Linked DNA regions of Arabidopsis thaliana: region 2 is linked to region 1. A link is a contact called in public capture Hi-C data. All regions are on one chromosome and are shown on one strand. The core of a region is the stretch at or near the end of the contact, and the rest is flanking DNA. Distances in the headings are between cores, read along the strand shown. Region 1 holds the start of XTH17 (xyloglucan endotransglucosylase/hydrolase 17). Region 2 holds the start of AS2 (Lateral organ boundaries (LOB) domain family protein).

Region 1 (4,584 bases), core at 823-3,322:
CTGTGGGATATCATCATGTCATTCCCAAAACAGAAGGTAAATTGATTTCATTCTATTATGCTGTATTATTGTTATTTATTACAAAATAGAGCAAGATTTTATTTTTGATGCAAGTTGTATGTATTTTTTATTTTTGACTCAAGGTGATACTGTTAGTGAATACTGCAAGTTGGGGTTGGGGTGTGCATACTCTGTGTGCAGCGTCTTAATAACCACTCTCGAGAACTCAGGTAAAGCAAATTCTCCGAACTCATATATTATAATTATTTTTGTTAAGTAAAAGATTATGTACCAAGAACCATATAGTATTGTTATTATAACTGGAAGATGAGAAATTGAGAATACAATGTATATTGATCACCAGAACAATGTATCAATTTTAGATACAATCGAACATATATTGTTTACCAAAAAACTAGTAAATCAGTGCAAGTACATGAAAGAATTTAGTGTTCTTACTGGGGAGAGTATTAAAGTACCTTCATATCAGATAGATCAGTTCTTCATATTAGTAAGCCTATGATTTATGTTCTTCCAAAGCATTATTGTAGAATTAATGAACTCCTCTACCTATGTTTTTAACTTTTTAAAAAGTCTAGTGAAGCCGGCCAGTTAAATTTAATTACGTTAACAAATGAAAGCTTTTTTCCATAATTTATTTTTATTACTTCAATCTTAAAACATCTTACACAAACACCACATACTGTATATATGAGCAACAAATAAATGATAAAAATAAATAAAAACTTGATTGAGTTACAAAGGCAATGCCAAGTAACATATTCATGTATCAAAGAATCAAGAATTTAAGTGCACTCGGCAGGAACTCCTCGAGGAAACCTTCTTTTATCGGTGCAATAGTTGTAGATCATGTATTTACTTTGCACACCTTTCATTCTTGTCTGGCCGTTCGAATCGAGTTTTTGAGTGAACCATGGGGAATTCGCGGAACAAGATGATTTTCCATTAGCCCATACACATCCATCGACATTGTAGTTTCTATAAAAAGCAGTAAAAGGAGCTTTTGACCAATCTGTTTTCTCTAATCCTCCTCTTGTTGCCCAATGCTCGGCTTCCCAAAGACTCGCGTAGAGTCTCATTGGTTGTCTAGTTGGGAACGGGACTCCAATCGCCTCGGGGTTCTTGAACTCTCTAATAGGAATTCCATCAACCGTAAAACTGTAAGAGGGGCAAAAACAGAAGAGAACGTAAGTTCATGAGCGCATAGCCTCAAAACATATAAGATTATACAAAGTATCAAAGGTTACGCTTACATAATCCTTTGAGGATTCCATGTGATGCAATAAGTGTGAAAGTTAACGGTTGGGTCGAACCATAGATGAAATTGTTGTTCTTTGTCTCCTGTGCCTTTTGTGTAAACATTAGTATGGAGAGTATATGGATGACCACTTATGTTTCCCAAGAACTCGAAATCGATCTCATCCCACGTAGTTCCCGGAGATTTTAGCTACACAAAGTCATCATAAACACAAACATACTCAATTAATGTAGGCCTAAATATATGTACTATAGGAATAGCAAAAGATGACAAAAAACGGTTTGAAAATTGTATGTAACTTACATAGAATGTTGTCACTGTTCCAGCTGAATTACCAGGAACAAGTTTCATTTGAACCTCGGCTTTGCCATAGAGAAACTCCTGGTTAGACTGAAAACCGGATCCAGAGGATTTGTCGAGCGAGAGAGAAAGAAGTTTTCCATCTCTGTCGTGAATCTTTCCGCGGCCATCACCCCAATGTATCTGAACGTCTTTGTGGAAGCTACCCGCATAGACATGCACAGATTGTGCCGCAAGAAGAAACAGAAGTAAGAACGCAAAGCTTGTACCACAAGAAAGCTTCATTTTGTTCTCACAGGAGTATTGATATCTCAAATGTATTGTTTGATGGACAATCGAGGTAAGTGACATTAGTATATATAGTGTTTGGAAATGTTAAAAGAAAGAGAGAAGGAAGTTTCATAGGTTTGATTATTGATCGTGGGCTGTATTCTAGTTGGCTCATTCGACCTCTTGTTGGTTGTTACAAATTGAAGCCAATAAAATATAATTTCATTACTCGTTTATTGTTACAAAACAGAGAAAATAATGTATATAGACATTCGTATATCACATGCTGGTCCCGCATTGAGATCATTAGATGGAGCCCATATATCGCTATTTTCAACTTTTATAATTTGTAAAGTACATTACTCTAAGAATATCTTTTGGTATTACAATTATTTGAAAAATATAAGAAATTCAATTGGTATAAAAACATGGTTATAAACTTTCTATTGGTAAAAATAATAAAAAAAGAGTTATAAGTGATAAAATGTGGTGCTAAGATAACTCACAAGAGTTCTAAAATAGTTTCAGTATTTGACATCATAGGAAGGTTATTTTGAACACAAAGTTCAATAGTTAAAATTTGCTAAGAACTACTGAATTCGTATATGTTTAAGCACCTATAAAACTAATTAGATATGTTTCTTTTTCTTTATACTGTTTTAAATATTAAATTAATGTAAATATTTGAATACTGTATTATCCTAAATATATTAATTCATTGTATTTTTTCTTTTAGTCATTTTTCTTAAAATGTAATTAAAAACAAATAAATAGGGCTCCTAGATGGTTAAGCCAAAACAATGTTGACCTTCCATTGCTTGATCTGTCCAAAATGGAGAGTGTGGATAGTTCTGGCCGTTTAAATGTTAAGCCATAACATTACGTTCTATCCAACAAATACTACAAACAAAAAAGTAGTTGCATGAAAAAAATTGAATGCTATTAATTTGAATCACTTGTTTACAATCGATACAAGAATTATAGTTTAACATCAATTGCAATAATCGATGTCGTATTAGTTTATGTGGCATCAGTTCACTAAAATTGATACAAATCTAAATCCATTTGCATCACTTGATACAAATATACGATTTTAAATTATTTAGAAAGTGATATAAAATTTAAATCAATAACAACCAATACTAATTAAATATTAAAAAAATTGTTTACCAAGTGATGTAATTGTTTACTCAATTTGTCTATGTCTCACATTGCTCCTATGGGAAAATGAGGCTTCATAGTTTTTTTTATTTAGTGACCTTAGTTTTTGATGGTGTAAAATAAATGTAAAGTGTAATAAACAACTTAAAGAGAAAGTTTTTGATGGTGTTAAAAAAAATGTAAAGTTTAATAAGGAACTTAAGAAAGGGTAAATAAGATAAGTGTGGACGCAAGAATTGTCCAACAATTAATAATAATAAAAAAGACATCACATATAAGTTTTGTCTTATAAAATGGAGAAAACACAAATGCAAACGATCAAACACTTCACTCGAAATACATCCCTTAGACTAGAGATCATTGGTGATGTTAGGAGCACAAACATCAGTGGGGGCAGTGGTGACGGTAGCGAGACAATCGATTTCGGGGTGGTAGTTGTTGTTGTCCATGCAAGGAATGCCCTCGTCCTCTCCATCATTAAGATTTTGATTCAAATCCAAAACCATACTTTGATTCGAATCCTTATTCATATTCATATTAAAACCATGAATTTTCTTTGGAATCTGATCATAAAAATCATAAAGAGCCTGATATTGGAATTGAACCGGCTTTTGCTGATTTTGATTATGATATTGAAACATAGGACCATCAAATCCGACTGGTGCAGCTGCATTCGCAACAATAGGAAGAGGTAAAGATGAAGAAGACTCACCGTTCTCAATAAGGATCTCAATCCTGCGAGTAAGACCATTAAGATACTTATCAATATATAAACTCAAATCTTGAAGATCCCTTCCATCAAGATTATACACATTCGTCTCCCCTTTGAGACAACCAAACATTAACTCCCGAATCTGAGAATTATGGTTCTCATCACGTAGCTTCTGCAGCTGCTCTTTTTCTTTGGCGATCCTTTGACTTATAAAAGTCTCTTGATCCACCATCTTCTTGGTCCGGTCCAACACCGACAACTCCATAAATTTCGACACCACGTCTTCAACGCCTTCCCTTGACGGCCAAGCCTCCGGGATCGAGTTGAACGGACTATAGACGACCGCACATGCTTCAACACCACATAGAGTGACTAGCTCGGTTAGTTTCTTCGTCATCCCTTTCTTCCTTTTGGTGAATGTTGTTTTCCTCGATACACTGTTTTCTATTAACGATAACTTCATCTTTCTCTTCATATCTATTGTTTTTGTTATATGTGTTTTGCTTTGTTAGCATGAGGACGATTGTTTATATACTAGATAAAATGTGTTTCTTATTGCTTTGCTGGACTATTTTCAATTTTTATTTTCAGGATATGGTATTACTTTCACCCTTACGTGTTGGCATGTGATTGATGGTAAAGTGATAATCATTTATCTTTATAGACAGCCCATATAGATATTTTACCTTTTGGGGGGCATAAAACCAGACATTTAGGGGGAAAATTGTATCATATATGTAATGTGATTTATTTTTTATATAGAAAGTCCATTTAAAGGAAAATATATATTTCAAAGGTAATTTAAGATATTTTCTTCTCTATACATTTTTCTATTTGTTATTATTTTTATTTTAATATAATT
Region 2 (4,584 bases), core at 778-3,277, 140 kb before region 1:
TGAGTTTGTTGAAGAAGATGCCATTTTAATGACTTGAAAATGGAGTTTTTCAATTTTTTCTCTTTTCCCTCTCCCTACACAAAGCCGCCATTGAAAATTGAGAGAAATAAGGGTTTTTGAATTTAGTTTTTGGAGGTAGAAGGTATAAGGAAACAAAAAAAGATATTATGAAATCAATTGTGATTTTGGAGATATTACATTATCTGTTTTTGTAATCAAATATGAAATTAAGTGAGAAAATAAAGAAAGAAATAATGTAGAGAAGTTGCTCAATCTTTATTGTTGTCAATTAAAAAAAAAAAAAAGTTGTTCAATCTCTATAGAATAAGAAAGCTTTTACCTGCGAGTAAATTAAAGAAGCCTTTCTTTGAATAATGGCTTCTGTTGCTCAGAGGGGAAATAAAAGAAGATCCTCTCTGCTTTCTTTAAGCTGCTATTTGGGGTTGCATACAAAAAGCTGTAAAATAAGAGAAACTTTGCAATTAGTAGTATTAAAGATATTTGGTGAGCTATATATGCACATACACTACACACACACATAAGTGTATATGTATACTTATATATACTGATCCAACCTTCTTGTCAACTGTTGAAAGCAAATAGAGGAAAAAATGAGTAACATGAAGGTGCTTTTCGAAAGTCAAACATAAAGGTATGCATCCAAATATATAATATATGCTTGGGAGATAAAAGATCATTTCAGACCTAGAGATATGTGTAGCTATATGATATAGAGGAACTTGTAGCTATATGATTGCTAGTCAAATTTTGGTAACTAGACCTAAGAGTCTAGAGACAACCTGAGAGATTTAAAATCATTATAAAAACAAATTAAAAAGAGATGGAAATTTGTACCGTGTAGTTGGAATGCGTATGGATGGATTAACGAAATATAGGGAACAAAACAGATGGGATCAATGGTGTTCTTTGTGTTGCTTATAGGTAGGTATGAGAGAGGGAAGAAGAAGAGAGAAGAGAAGGAAGAAGATGTAATTAATTACTAAAAAGCAAAAGATTGGATCTCGTGAAGAAGAAGAGACTTTTGGGTTTTGAGGCTCTCGATGGGCAAAGCTCATCTTGTGCTTAAATTTCCTATTATATTAGTATTTTATAAGAAAATGAGCTAATAAATATGATAAGACTAGTACTAATTAATGTTATTTATTTTTAATATATATACTTAACTAAATAAATAACTATAGAGTATACCTTCAATAGTAATAGGATTTGGTACTAGAGGGAATTGATTTCCATGTGAAGAAGTTGCGAGTTTCTAAGGAGAAGAAGGGATATTGGGATGAACCCTTGGACCCTAGCATAGACTCTAACAACAATAATAACAATAAATGTATAGTTATTAGTATTAAATTTCAAAATAAAAAAGTATCTAGAAAGAAAAAAAAGGAAATAAATGTGAAAAGGAGAGATGGGAAATGAGAGATGGGGTCTGACTCTGACTCTCCTGATGGATCTTGGGATGAAGAATTTTGCTCTTTTTATTCTTATTCTTTTTGTCTAGGGATTTACATACAGTAACCAAGCATTTTGTTATTACTATTATTATACTCTCTACTAGTAATTCGCATTAATATTATATGATACGGTTTGACAAAAGCTAAAATATAAATACAGTCGAAAAGTTGATAATGAAGTTACCGTCCTCAAAGTTTCTTCGGTCAAACCCATTTTTTCATGTTTCTTTATACCAAAATCCATAAGAATCTACTGCCACTTTCTTTCTTCTCTTCTCTCTCTTTCTCTAATTACAATATATAATATTATATTAGGATCATGCAAGTGTCTTTATTTTTGACTCGCTAGTTTTACGCAAAGTAAGAAAGAAAAAAAATAGAAAAGAAAATAAGTGAAAGAAAAGAGGAAGGCATAGAAAGATGATGAGTTTAGGATCAGTACTCCCTAAGGTGTAGGGAGATAGAAAGAGAAAATCGCCCAGATGCAGAGGCTAAGGAAACGGAGAGAAAGAACAACTTTTATGGTGTGTCGATATATAGAGATAGAGAGAGAGTGAGTGATCACGGACTCTGTCTTTCTTCTCTATATATATCTTCATACTTTCCTCTACGGGAAAATTAGGAGATATACCATGAAACTTGTTTATATAATGATACCTACTTTGTTTTTGGAGTTTAAAAGATAACCCATGATTAGTAACCCTATGAGATTAATGTTACTGGGACATTAGTAATTTTTAAGATGAGGTTATAGTATTTTTTGTTTATGCATTTTTAGTTTGAATTTCCAAATGTGAAGGGAATAGAAAAACATTAATGGAAGTTTTGTATCGAACTGTTGAGAAAGGGGTTAGAGACAGTGGCACCGTTTCTTAGATGCTTTAGGTTTTTAGACATTTTGGTGTTAATAATTGAAGTTACATTCTCAAGACACAAGACTTTGTATATAGTTCTGCATTTTGTTGTATATCTTAAAAATCCTCGAAAATGTTATTATCAGAAATGGATACTTGTTTTTAGTTGGTTTCATAAAGTGTGCCATTTTTGTATAACAACAATACAACCATAATTCAAGTTCATTTTTACTAGTAACTACAGTACTTTTTTTTATGAATCTGAAACCTCAACCAACAGAGCCAAATTCAACCAATACAACAACTACAATAAATGTGTACATTTACCTTATGTACTAGCAGAAATATTCTAAAACTTTGGGTTAAGCGATTGTCAAGGTTTTAAACTCTCTTTTTTCACTACTAGTTCTCCTTTCTTGGTAACAAATGTCAAGTTAAGCAAATTTAAACACTCGATTAAGTAATCAGAACCGAAATTTAGTTGGTCTCTACGATTAGGTCATCACTTTTTACGTACGACCTAACCTAACGAAGAAGCGTGCAAAGAGAAAAAAGAATGGTTATCATGATCATATAACATTTAAAACATTAGTCAATTTGGAGAGAGAACAAGAATGGGAAATGAATAGAAGCAAGTGGGTCGTGGTTGCATATTGCATTGTTGTAATTACTGTTGGAGCAGAGTCTGCAACACTATTTACTCGTACCCATTTTCAAACGACAACCATTCCTTTTATTTATATATTTATTCATTACTTTTGAAATAAAACTATTCATGTCTTCATGTTCTTTGTCTTCTTCCTTCGTTTATAACAATGGGTCCAAAAATCATAGAATTCACACCATATGGATGGTTACACTCCTTCTCTCCAATTAATATTCATAATAAGTATGTTTGGCTGATATCGTTTTCATATTTTTCCATTATTATATATACATTGCGTCTTCTTCTAAAACTAGTTTGGATTTAAATTACAATGTTTTCCACATTTCGGGCCCTACTTACAAGCTTTTTAGTATATAAGTAATAAGTTTACGATTAAGTAAAATCATCTCCAATTTTGAAAATGTTACCTGAACAATCAAGTATAGAAAGTAAGACTAAAATAGTAAAACCAAATACTTCTAAGAATTGTTACACTAGAATAGTTACACTATAACAGTTAATGGAGCTATCCACTTTTGACTAGTCTTGCGGATATATAAACATCTTTATTCAGATAACTCATGGTGACATAAAAAGATTAAAAAAGTTTATTTGATAAACTAAGTATTTGAAACAAAACATTATTTTAACACTTTTAACAGAATTCTAACTTATAACTGACTATATTGATAGTGAGTACATTATCACAATCCTCTATACATATTTTAGGGTTCCTCATTCAAGTATGAGGTTTCTAATACATTTTACTTGGGATAATGGTTCTTTTAGCAATTCATCTCGACATAAGTTAGATCGAATTTCTGTTACGTGAAGAAAACAAAATTTGCTTACATAATCTCTCAACTGAAAAATCCTTGGAACAAAATAAACAGTTTGTGAAGGGTGGCCCAAGCCCAATTAATAAATAGCGAAAGCTAAATGAAAGCCCAATAGATATTAGCTCATTATAGTATTTTCCATACGCTTCACAACATCTAGCGAAGACCAATTTACCGCAGCCTGTCAACAACGCTAGCTACCATAAAATCATATACACGAATGCTCATATTTAGATCATAGCTATGTGAGCTATCTATATTTTCTGCCGCAAGTTACACAAACTATGAAATTTCGTGTTAAAAAAATAGGGAAACTATAGACGGTAAGAACTAAGAAGGATCAACACAAACATTATGTAATCACTCTGTTTTATCAAATCCTCCCTATCAGAAACTATATTATCACTCTCTGTCTCTGTCAATAACATATCAGAGTCATAGTGTTCGGACTTAGGAATGAGGACGTCAATCACACCAACAAAAACAAATGACAAACTCTAAAGAGACTTTAGAATCAGACAATCAGAACCCGAAATAAAAACCCGACTTAAGAACCCTAGAAGACTTGACTGGAAGTCTGAAAAAAGATTTAGTAGAATCTTGTCAAGGTATACAACAAGTAGCCCGAGTTTTGTTGAACGTAGAAACCAAGCTATAACCATGTCATTTACCAAAACATTGATATTTTTTTCTTTTAGGCCCCAAAAAAATACATAGGACATATAGTTATATTCGATTCAAATTAAAATCTGATGTAGGCTTATTGCAAAAAA

The links. Capture Hi-C pulls out chosen DNA fragments and counts their contacts.
Region 2: a contact with region 1 is called in a capture Hi-C map of root, with 5 times the contacts expected there. A contact is called at or near these places in 3 of 26 Hi-C or Micro-C datasets (leaf and root) and 1 of 3 other capture datasets (root).

Annotation. Positions count from the first base shown.
Region 1 is chr1:24,254,542-24,259,125 of TAIR10.1, reverse strand. XTH17 (xyloglucan endotransglucosylase/hydrolase 17) reads right to left here and starts at 2,072. Exons shown (of 3, transcript NM_001334201.1): 1 at 1,583-2,072; 2 at 1,275-1,468; 3 at 646-1,179. The coding sequence starts at 1,930. The coding sequence ends at 807. It overlaps AGL38 (AGAMOUS-like 38), which reads right to left and starts at 4,197. Exons shown (of 1, transcript NM_105204.3): 1 at 3,269-4,197. The coding sequence starts at 4,197. The coding sequence ends at 3,361.
Region 2 is chr1:24,395,586-24,400,169 of TAIR10.1, reverse strand. It overlaps AS2 (Lateral organ boundaries (LOB) domain family protein), which reads right to left and starts at 2,027. Exons shown (of 3, transcript NM_001084308.5): 1 at 1,657-2,027; 2 at 341-457; 3 at 1-74. The coding sequence starts at 24.